Linked DNA regions of Muntiacus reevesi: region 2 is linked to region 1. Evidence: chromatin contacts called from public Hi-C data. All regions are on one chromosome and are shown on one strand. Each heading gives the region's core, a stretch centred on a gene start, on an enhancer-like site or on the middle of the called end of the contact. The rest is flanking DNA. Distances are from core to core; before and after follow the strand shown. Region 1 holds the start of UPF1 (UPF1 RNA helicase and ATPase). Region 2 holds the start of REX1BD (required for excision 1-B domain containing).

The links. Hi-C and Micro-C count contacts between places; a contact is called where the count stands out from the background.
Region 2: a Hi-C map of blood shows a contact between it and region 1, with 2.7 times the contacts expected there. The contact joins the promoter of REX1BD here to the promoter of UPF1 in region 1. A contact is called at or near these places in 2 of 3 Hi-C or Micro-C datasets (blood and muscle).

The regions. Positions count from the first base shown.
Region 1 is chr1:183,273,897-183,278,902 of mMunRee1.1, forward strand. UPF1 (UPF1 RNA helicase and ATPase) reads right to left here and starts at 2,403. Exons shown (of 24, transcript XM_065917388.1): 1 at 1,905-2,403. The coding sequence starts at 2,126.
Region 2 is chr1:183,507,138-183,512,143 of mMunRee1.1, forward strand. It overlaps REX1BD (required for excision 1-B domain containing), which reads right to left and starts at 2,656. Exons shown (of 6, transcript XM_065931547.1): 1 at 2,535-2,656; 2 at 2,358-2,440; 3 at 2,080-2,108; 4 at 1,839-2,077; 5 at 899-978; 6 at 41-261. The coding sequence starts at 2,636. The coding sequence ends at 189. UBA52 (ubiquitin A-52 residue ribosomal protein fusion product 1) reads right to left here. Exons shown (of 5, transcript XM_065917406.1): 4 at 4,711-4,813; 5 at 4,438-4,623. The coding sequence ends at 4,530.

The DNA of each region.
Region 1 (5,006 bases), core at 1,153-3,652:
ACAGTTCAGTGTTCAGGTGCAGTAAAAGAAAGCAATTACTGTAAAGCAATTATCCTTCAATTAAAAAATAAGTAAATTTATTTTTTTAAAAAAAGAAATCAATTACTTCAACTGAAAGAGAAAGACACGCCCCCACAATTAATCAAAAACAGAACCCAAGGGACAAAATTAGAACTCAGAGCTGAAGCAGAACCCAAGTTTGCTGTTTTACAGTCTACAGTTTAAAAAGGATTTGCAATAAAACAATTACGTTCCACAAAACCACCCTGAACTGCCACAGGTCATGGCACACTGCTCAGCCAAGAGATCTTTAGCCTCAGTCTTCTGGACACACTGGATACAAATAACAGACAGTAATATCTGGTCTATCCATTCATACATGAGTCCAGATTTCAGTATGTTTAAAAGTAACAAAAATACAGCTGCTACCCCCATGTTACAGCTGTGGAAACAGCATCTACAGAGTATGAAACTACTCTGATAACAGGTGTTAACATGAGCTTCCAGCGGCTCACTTATTTCCCAAGCAAACTCTCCCTGCCCCCATGATATGTCAACAAAAGGGAAAAAACACAGATATGTGCACACCTGTTCTCCCTGATGCCCCACCCATTAAGCTTCTATTTTTAAGGAATCTGGGGTTAGAATGAGTCAAATGTTTTCTGCTTCTATTAGGAGCTAAAAGAAAGTCCAAGTGGGTGGTCTACCCACAGGGAGTGACTCAATCAACTAGAATGCAAGCCCCTTCCTCCAGGAGACAGTTTCAGCTTACTCTGGCTGAGGCTGGGTTGGGTCCCCCCACTCTGGGAGTGGGTCCTCATGCCAAGGGACACCTGTGACAAGGTGAAGCCTATAGCTCCTCTGTGGCTGAGAATTCAGGAAAATAAATCTGAGGGAGGTGCCAGGCACAGGAACGGAATTTGAGACCCACAGGATGATGGCTACATTCCTTGGGGAGCCTAGCCCAAGACCACAGCCAGCGCCCTCTCCCATCCCGGGTCAGGGACCCAGATCCAGGAAGTGTATGCCGGATACACTCTCATAACACAAACCCAAATTTAAAATAACCAAGCAGCCTTTGCTAAATGTTGACATCATTAAGAACAAAAGTTCCTGACGTGGCAGAGCCACGTATATAAAACCCACTACCACTCACCAACTGGAGGAACAAACTCAAAACCAACTTTTCCAAGGCAGGGCTGCGGAGTTACGTAACAGGTCGGTTTCAGCAACAGGCAATTCAAGAAGAAAAAACAAAACGCAAACACTCTCCTGAATAATCTTAAAAGTCTGCGAGCTTGGGGCTCTCTGTTGAATGCACAAATTCCGTTTCTGCTGGAGAAGCCTCAGCCCTCCTCTCGCCAGCGTCCGTGGGCCCGATGCAATATAAACCCACTGGACACTGGGCAAGAATGAGGACAGGGGTGCCCAGACTGCGACCACAGGTAAGGGGGTGGGGCAGCGGTCGGATGTGACTGAAGGGGGAATCGGCGCAGATCAGAAGCTGGCTTGAGCGGGGCACTGACCCAGCTGAAGGAGAACTCGGGGACAAGTCACCCCCGTCCAGGCCAGAGACGTACCTAGGGCCGGTCACTTCGGACAGGCCCGGAAGGGGACTTGGGACCGATCAGCTAAGACTCAGTGTGGAACTAGATCCTGAGAGAGAGAGACCAGAGAAGGTCTTGAAGGAGGTTTACCCGGGGCGGCTGGAGAGCAGAAACTGGAGGCAGGTTACTTCGGACCTGGACTAAGCGGGACATACCCCGGACAAGTCACTCTGGAGCAGGAGGGACTGGAGCAGGAGCCGAGCAGATCAGCCCCGGCCGGGCCGGAGGGGAAACCCGAGCAGGTCCCCCGCCGCCGAGGCCCGGCCCCGTCTTCCGGCGCCGCCATGTGCCGCTCACCTGCGCGTCGAGCTGTCCGGCCGCTGCGCCCGGGCCGGCTCCAACCGGGGCCCCCGCGCCGCCACCTCCGGGGCCGCCGGGGGGCGTCTGCGTCTGACTGGGGAGGGTGAAGTCGGTAAACTCGAACTCGGAGCCCTGGGTGTCAGCGCCGAGCAGCTCGGCCTCCTCGGTGTCCAAGAAGGTGAGCGTCTGCGAGCTGGGCCCGTACGCCTCCACGCTCATTGTGCCGCCGCGTAGGGCCCTCTGGCCGGCTCCGCGCCGCACTCGAGCCCGCCGCCGCGCTGAGGCCTAGGCCGCAGGCCTCGGGTCGCCGCCGCCGCCGCCGCCGCGTCCGCGCCCCTGGACAGGCTCAAAACGCCCGCCGCGGAGCGAGCCGGGTTGAGAGTCACGCGCGCCGAGCCACTGAGCCCCTCAGCTCCGCCGCTTCCTTCGGGGCCGCCCGCCCTCGCAGCCCCCGTCAGGAACCGCCGCCACCGCCGCCGTCGCCGCCGCCGTGCGCGTGCGTGAGGCCGGCGCCGGCGCAGGTGCGCGTGCGCGAGTCCGACGACGGCGCAGGCGCGCGCGCTCCTCGAGGACGCCTTCAACCGCGCCCGCACTGCCGGAGCCCAGCGGGCAGGCGGGACGCGCAGCGCGCACGCGCGGGGGGCGGGGCTTCCAACCGCCGTCCCGGCGACCACACGAGTTCCTGGGGCCGCCTCCACCGCTCTCTGTGGCACTCGGGCAGCGGATGGTGCGGCCGTGGTCGTCTGTGTCCCTAGAAGCGGCGACAGTGCCATGGGTTAATTGAGCGCCAGCTGGATGCTTTCCCGAGGTGGAACACCCAGCTGGGGAGGCTTGGCGAGGAAAGAGTGGTTGCGTCCCCTTCACTCGGAGAAACTCCCGGGGCTAATTTCGCCAAATCTTTTAAGATGAGGGCGCGTGGCGCATAGTAGCTGCTCAGTCTGCACTGGTTGAATAAGTGAATGGGGACAGTCCTTACCACAGAGCCTAGCGCACAGAAAAAGTGGTTGCTGCTGCTCTGGACAATGGTATTATTCAGAGGCATGAAATAACAGCGATTGGGAGCACTGCTCTGGGTTGAAACCCAAACCTGGCCACCTACTGTCTGTGTGACTTTAATTATACAAGCGATTTTACCTCTCTGAGCCTAGCGTTTCCTCAGCTGGGAAAGGGGAATAATAGCCATTAAGACGGGATGAGGGGAACTTTCCTGTGGTCCAGTGGTTAAGAATCTGCCTGCCAATGCAGCAGACACTGTTTGATCCCTGGTCTGGGGTGAGCCCACATGCTGTGGGGCAACTACGCCCCTTGGACTACAACTACTGAAGCCCGAACCCCCTGCAGCCAGTGCTCTGAGAAAGAAAGCCACTGCGCTGAGGAGCACGTGTACCACAGCTAGAGAGTAGCCCTGCTAAATCGTTGAGGACCCAACAGTTCAGCCGAAAATAAATAAATAAAAAGGTGAGATGAGGAGTAAATGATCCCGGGCATTTACAAAGAGAAGTTTCCTGTGGACAGGGGCTGACTGTTCATCACATGGTCTTCTCTGTGGGGAGACTAACCGCCCACGCACGAAAGGTGCTCAGTAAAAGTTTAGTTACTAGTTTATGAGCCTTAATCTCCTAACTTCCTAGCCACAGCTTCCTTTTCTGTAAAGTGTCTTGGAGAACCCCCCACTTCCCAAGATTCTGGGACTAAGTACTTGAAGTCAGTTCACAGGGCTCCCGGTTTGCATGGCCGTTCCTAAAGTTCCAGATGCTGCATGGTTCCTCATTTTCCAATATTCCTGTCATGACATGATAAAAGATTCCTTTTTCTTTCTTCACATCTTTTCCGGCTTCCAGTGCATGAAAACGTGGGAATATAAAAAATGAATAATTAGGTCCCCCTCTACAGGAAGACACAGTTTAAGGGAGAATCCTAGCGAGCTAACAGATGCTTTTAATAAAATGCAAAGCCCTGTATGGAAAGTATCCAGTCGAATTGGTAGAATTGTTTAAGACCAATCTGGTAAAACTTAGCAGTTTCAGTGCATGCCTTGCCCTGCCCTTGACCTAGTAATTCCACTTCTAAGGATCTCCTTTTATTTCCTACATAGCCTCACATTTGCAAAATAACATTGTGGATGGTACACTAAAACATATCAATTTAACACAGAAGAAGTTAGTAATGGAAGAGTTGAAAAAAGATATGACATACAGAAAGCAGATAGCAAAATGGCAGAAATAAGTCCTTATCAGTAATTACACTAAATGAAATTGAATTAAACTCTCCAGTTAAAAGGCAGAGATTTTCAGAGGTTTTTTTTTTTTTTTTTTCCTTTTAATCATGGTACAGCTATGCGGTCTGCAAAAAAAATCACTTTTTTTTTTCTCTTTGCCACTTGGCATGTGGGATCTTAGTTCCCCAACCAGGGATCAAACCCATGCTCCCTGCATTGGTAGTGCAGAATCTTAACCACTGGACTGCCAGGGAAGTCCCCAAAGACTCACTTTAGAGTCAAAGGCAAAAAGGCCAAAAGTAACCAGATGGAAAAAGATACTCCAGGCAAATAGTAACTGAAAGAGAGCTATATTGGCTATACTAGTATCAGGTAAAACAGATTAAGACAAAAACCGTTACTTGAGACAAAGAATATTGTATAATGATAATGATAAAATTTCAATCTAGGAAGAAATAATTGTAATCATGAAAGTACCTAACAACAAAACCCAAAAATACATTAAGAAAAATGTGATAAATTGAAAGGAGAAGTAATTCAACAGTAACTATAGTTTACTCTCAAGGAAAGGAGTCAAAAGCTTAGGGAGATGAAAACATTAGAGTAGATTTATCATTTAAAACCTACTCACCTCCCTAAGCTTTTGAAGATGGATGTGGTTACCATAATGGACAGCAGAGTCAAAGTAGCAATCAGGAGGGAAAAAAAGCAGCGATCAGAAGAGTCTGACTCACAGAGCCCTATGGCATTGACTAGCTGATCATGGCATTCTTAAAAGTAAAATGGTTGGGAAGCCTACTAAATTCTTACTTGATCTGTTTAAGCAGAAAAGTTCTAGATCATGTGAATAAAAGTCTAATTTGAATCTTAAAAATGGAGTA
Region 2 (5,006 bases), core at 1,406-3,905, 230 kb after region 1:
GCACCCCAGGACACAAGAGATAGTGGAGCAGCTGCAGACAGAAGGTTCTTTAGGTTCTTTATTATGAGAGGTGAAGTGAACTCAAGGAGGGTCAGTGGTCCGGTGGGGTGTGACCCCAGCCAGCTGGTGGTCAGGGCAGGGCGCCATATGCCCCATTTTCCATCTCTCTTGTCCCTGCGGAGCCACCATCACTCGGCAGATTCCGCATCAAACCTGAGGTCCTGGAGAACCTCACTGATCGCTTCCATGGTTTTAATTACCCTACAAGAGTAGATGGGAACTATAAATAAAACCCAGATGGGGCGAATTAGCCGCCGCAATGCAGCTCCAAGGGGGCTGTAGCAAGCCCCGGGCCCTCCTGCCTACCGCCAGACCTCCAAGCAGCCCTAGCAGTGGGAGGACCACTGAGGTGCCTGGGAGGAGGGGGGGTCCTGTGGGTCAGAGTGGCAGGAGGAAAGGTCACCTTGGATGAGTGTGTGCCAGCAGGAAGGTGTGCAGGGTGACTGCGGCAGAGTCTAGTGGGTGTGCACCTGTGTGTGTCTGGGAGGCTAAAGGCAAGAATGTGCAGGCGTGTGCCTGGTAGGGCCTGGGCAACCATGTCCAAGCTCCAAGTCGAGCCATGTGAGCGGGATCGATGGGTGTGAGGTGTGCAGCTGTGTCCTGAAAATCCACAGCGAGTCTGGTGTGAAAGGGCAGGGCATATGCACTGGGGGAAGGTGGGTAGTTCATCTAGGATCACCAGGTGAAGGTTCTGGTGTGCACACCCAACGGGTTGTGTGCAGGTCCAGAGGGTTGGCGGTCGACCTTGCCAGCCCTGGGGCATGCCTGTTTGGGGCTGGGTGCCCAAGGATGCCTATGCAGATCTAGCATGGTCAGCCCACTGGGAGGCAGCACTCACTTCATCTTCAGCTGGTGCATCTGCAGGCTGTCGTCCTGCCCTGTCAGCTCTGGTGTCCCCATCAGCTGCAGCAGGGCCACCTGGTTGGGGAATGGGCAGCAAGGAGGACGTCATGGTTGGCTGAGGCTGTGCCCTCAGGAGGTTGAGGGGGAAACACTGAAGCACCCAGAAAGGCAGCACAAGGGGGAGGAGGGGCAAAGCAGGCAGGAGTCTCAAGGGCAGCGGTTCTTTTAACGCTGGAGGAATCTAGGATTAGGTTTAGAGGGGCTCCTGACCAGGGGGGCCGAGTGGGCGGGCCCTAGAGTCAGAGGGTGTGGCCTCATGTAGGCGGGGAAGGGGAATAAGGGTGAAATCTTAGCCAGGGATTGGGGGACAGGAGTGGTGCAGGTGGGGGTATAAAGTAGGCAGAATCTCTTAGTCTCAGAGACCAGCCGGGGCGTTGTAATCCCAATTTGCAAGTAGGCCGAAAACCTAGATTTGGGTTGGCCTGGGAATCCCAGCTGAGAGTGTGGTGCGGGCGTGGCTTCACGTGGCCTTGTATGTATCTCGATCAGGATTGGCTGTGAAGGCAGGGTAGGCCGGGTCACAGGCCCACAATTTAGGCTGGGATCTGGGGTTACTAGGAAGGGGACTTGACCTGGAGTTTCACGGCGCCCAATCTGAGGGCGGAGTAACAGATCCGGGGCACTGGGACAAGCCAGAGCGGGGAGGAGCCCTGGAGAGGTGGGGTCTGGGACGGAGCGGACTTGTCCTGGATAAAAGTGGGGGCAGAAAGTAGGGGGCTAAGCCTGAGACTCTCAAGTGAAATCTTAATGGACGACTTAGCTGGGGCATGTAGAGGCGGGTGCTGGGGCGCCAGGGGCGGGGTTTGCAGGGACGGAATGTGGCCCTTCCCCCAAGGGGTGCACCGTGGGCCAAGACCCCGGGAATGGGGCCTCACCGTGGTCAGTCGCGTCTCCTCCAGCTGCTGCAGGCTGCGCACGTGGCTCGCGAGCAGCGGCTGCGCTCGGGGTCCGGCTAGCTCGGCCTCCACCGCCAGCACCTCTCTCGAGGCGGCGGCGAAGACCTGGGTCACCTCGTGTACGGTGCTCCGGTAGCGCGGGAAGTCGTAGGGCGGGCCGCTGCTCAGGTACTGGCGGTGGCCTCTGCGGCAGGTGGGGGTCCTGAGGCTACGGCCCCGGCTCTCAGGCCCTGCACCCCCATCGACCGCCTGAAAGCCGCCCAAGAAGTGTGCCTCGATCCCAGAGTGTGGAGGACGTTCCGATCCCCACAGGGTAACCCGAGACGAGCGCACCCCAGCCCATAGGGAAGGGAGCGATCTGGTCTCCCCGCAAACCCCGCTCCACCTCCGACACTGAGGCGCGCGGGGACCCAATTCTTCCCTCAAGGCTCGCCCATCCTCAGAGTGGGCTGAGGGCCGAACAATGGGACCCCTCCCCTCCCATACGCCCACACTCACTCCTCCAGCCGGCGGAAGGCCTGTGCGCGCTCAGCTTGCAGCTGGTGGATGCGCTGCACCAGCGCCCGGATCGGAGCATCTTTCTACGGAGCGGGGAGCATGGCTAGGGCATGAAGCTGGCGCCCCCGGGCCTGCACCGCCCGCCCCACTCATGTTCCCGCTCGGGCTCGAGCTCACCCAGGGCCACACCAGCTCCTCGCGCTCTGGGACTCCAGTGGCGGTCGTATCACCGGGCACCGCAGGGACAGTGGACTCTGATGCGGCCTCCGCTGTGATCATGACTGCGCAGCTCTGGCCCCGCCCGGGATCAGGTTGCTGCGATGCACCTGGCGCCCCCTGCAGGCCCGGAGGCCTCGGAACCTAGCCAACCTGGAGGAAACCCCGGGGAAGAATGGGAAGCAAAGACTGGAGGGCTTCTCAGGCCTGACACCCTCTAGCCACCCCACCCCGTGTTTATTCCTGTCCAGCGCTCGCCTTCTCAAAAGTTTTTGATCTTGAATATAAGGTTCTGTACACACCAGGTTTTGTTTCTATACAACTGTCAACACCCGACTTCACTTCCTCACATCCCATTCCCACACAACTAAAGAAAAAGCAATCTGGGAAGTGATATTCGTCATTTGACGCCACAAGGTTGTGGCAAGAGTGGGATCTGAGCGCAGGTTCTGACATTGGAAAGCTCAAGTCGCTAGAACCCAGCCCACAGCAGATTCTCTAGCAGGTCCTATGTGAACCGGTTGGAAAAAGAAACTGACTCAGTCCTGTCTCTGCAACCCCATGGGACTATACAGTCCATGGAATTCTCCAGGCAAGAACACTGGAGTGGGTAGCCTTCCAGTTCTCCATGGGATCTTCCCAACCCAGGTCTCCAGCATTGCAGGCGGATTCTTTACCAGCTGAGCCACAAGGGAAACCCAAGAATACTGGAGTGGGTGAAAGTGAAAGTGAAGTTGCTCAGTCGTGTCCTACTCCATAGACTGTAGCCTACCAGGATCCTCAGTTCATGGGATTTTCCAGGCAAGAATACTGGAGTGGGTTGCCATTTCCTTCTCTGGGGGATCTTCCTGACCCAGGGATCGAACCTGCGTCTCCAGTATTGTAGGCAGACTCTACCGTCTGAGCTAATACTGGAGTGGGTAGCCTACTCCTTTTCCAGGGGACCTTCCCTACCGAAGTATTGAACCAGCATCTCCTGCATTGCAGATGGATTCTTTTACCAACTGAGCTATCAGGGGAGCCCTGATTGGAAGTGAGCTGAAAAAGAGCCCCTGAGATGGGAGTCCAGGGCAGGGCAGGGCGAGGGTGGTGGTATAGTGTTTCATATTGAGAGGCCTGAGAGCTGGATACACACTACCTAATTTGAACTTCAGAACCTCCCTCCCCTAGGAGTGGACAAGTGGGTAGACCAGGAAAATGGGGGCCTGGCCTTAGGGAGGGAGGGGCAGCTAACAAAAAATGAAACTCGTCTACCTGAGACATGAAGCGACGGCCTCCAGGTCTCAGCTATTCTCAGGCATCACTGTCTGGGCCTGAGTTATCACCTACATCCAGCCCCAGTCATCCCAAGACAAATAAAAATATGGGCTTGCCAGGGTGCTGCCACCCTCACCTGACACACGTCTTGAGTGGGGCCCAGGGGCTCCAGTGGTCAGGCAGAACAGAGAAAAGGTGTCATTACACTAGGTGGGGTGCTCCATCCTATCCAGCCATCCACCCACACCCAAACACCTCCAGGGCCCAGACATGAGGGGCTGTTAAATGTGCCTGACCGGGTCCCACCAGTCACTTGGTTGAAGGTCTTTATTCTCATATTTCAGATGGTAAAACCCAAATGGGAGGGCTCACTAGGTTATGTGGCAGAAGGCCAGGTCTGAGACTTGCCTGTGCTGTGGTTATGACAACTTCAGATGTGAAGGACAGGGACCATGGCCCAATTTACAGATGAGACAAGTGGAACTCCAGACCTGGGACCCCACAAGGGCTATGAAGAGCTGAGTGACACGAAGTCCCGTAGATGTCCACACCTCAGTCACCTCCCCACTGGACAGACCAGCCACAGGGACACCAATTACTGCTCCAGTCAACGAAAGGGAAACTTTATTGAGGCCCCAGGACCGCGGGGCTTGGGCAGGAGGCCGCCCTGCGGGCCAAGGAGAAGCCGGTGGAGGAGCTTTACTTGACCTTCTTCTTGGGGCGCAGGTTGTTGGTGTGGCCGCACTTCTTCTTGCGGCAGTTGACAGCACGGGGGTGCAGGCGGGCGTAACACCTGTGGGCGCACAGCAGGGCCGGTGAGGGCACACCCCGCCCCGCCCCGCCGTGCCCGCCCCGCCCCGCCCCCGCCCAGGAGCCGTACTTGCGGCAGATCATCTTGTCGCAGTTGTATTTCTGAGCGAGCTGGCGGAGGGAAGGCTCAATGATGCCGCCTCGCAGACGAAGCACCAAGTGCAGGGTGGACTCTACAGGAAATGAAGGGCGGAGAGAGACACTGACCGAGCCATGCGTCACCACCTCAGTCCCACGGGTGAAGGGCAGCCTCCAGGGCCCTCCAGACCAGTTTATCAAGTATGATGGGGCTACATCAGAATCCCGTGGGTATGTGCAGATGGACATGCCACCGCACAGAACCTCCACCTTGTCATGTCCCACCAG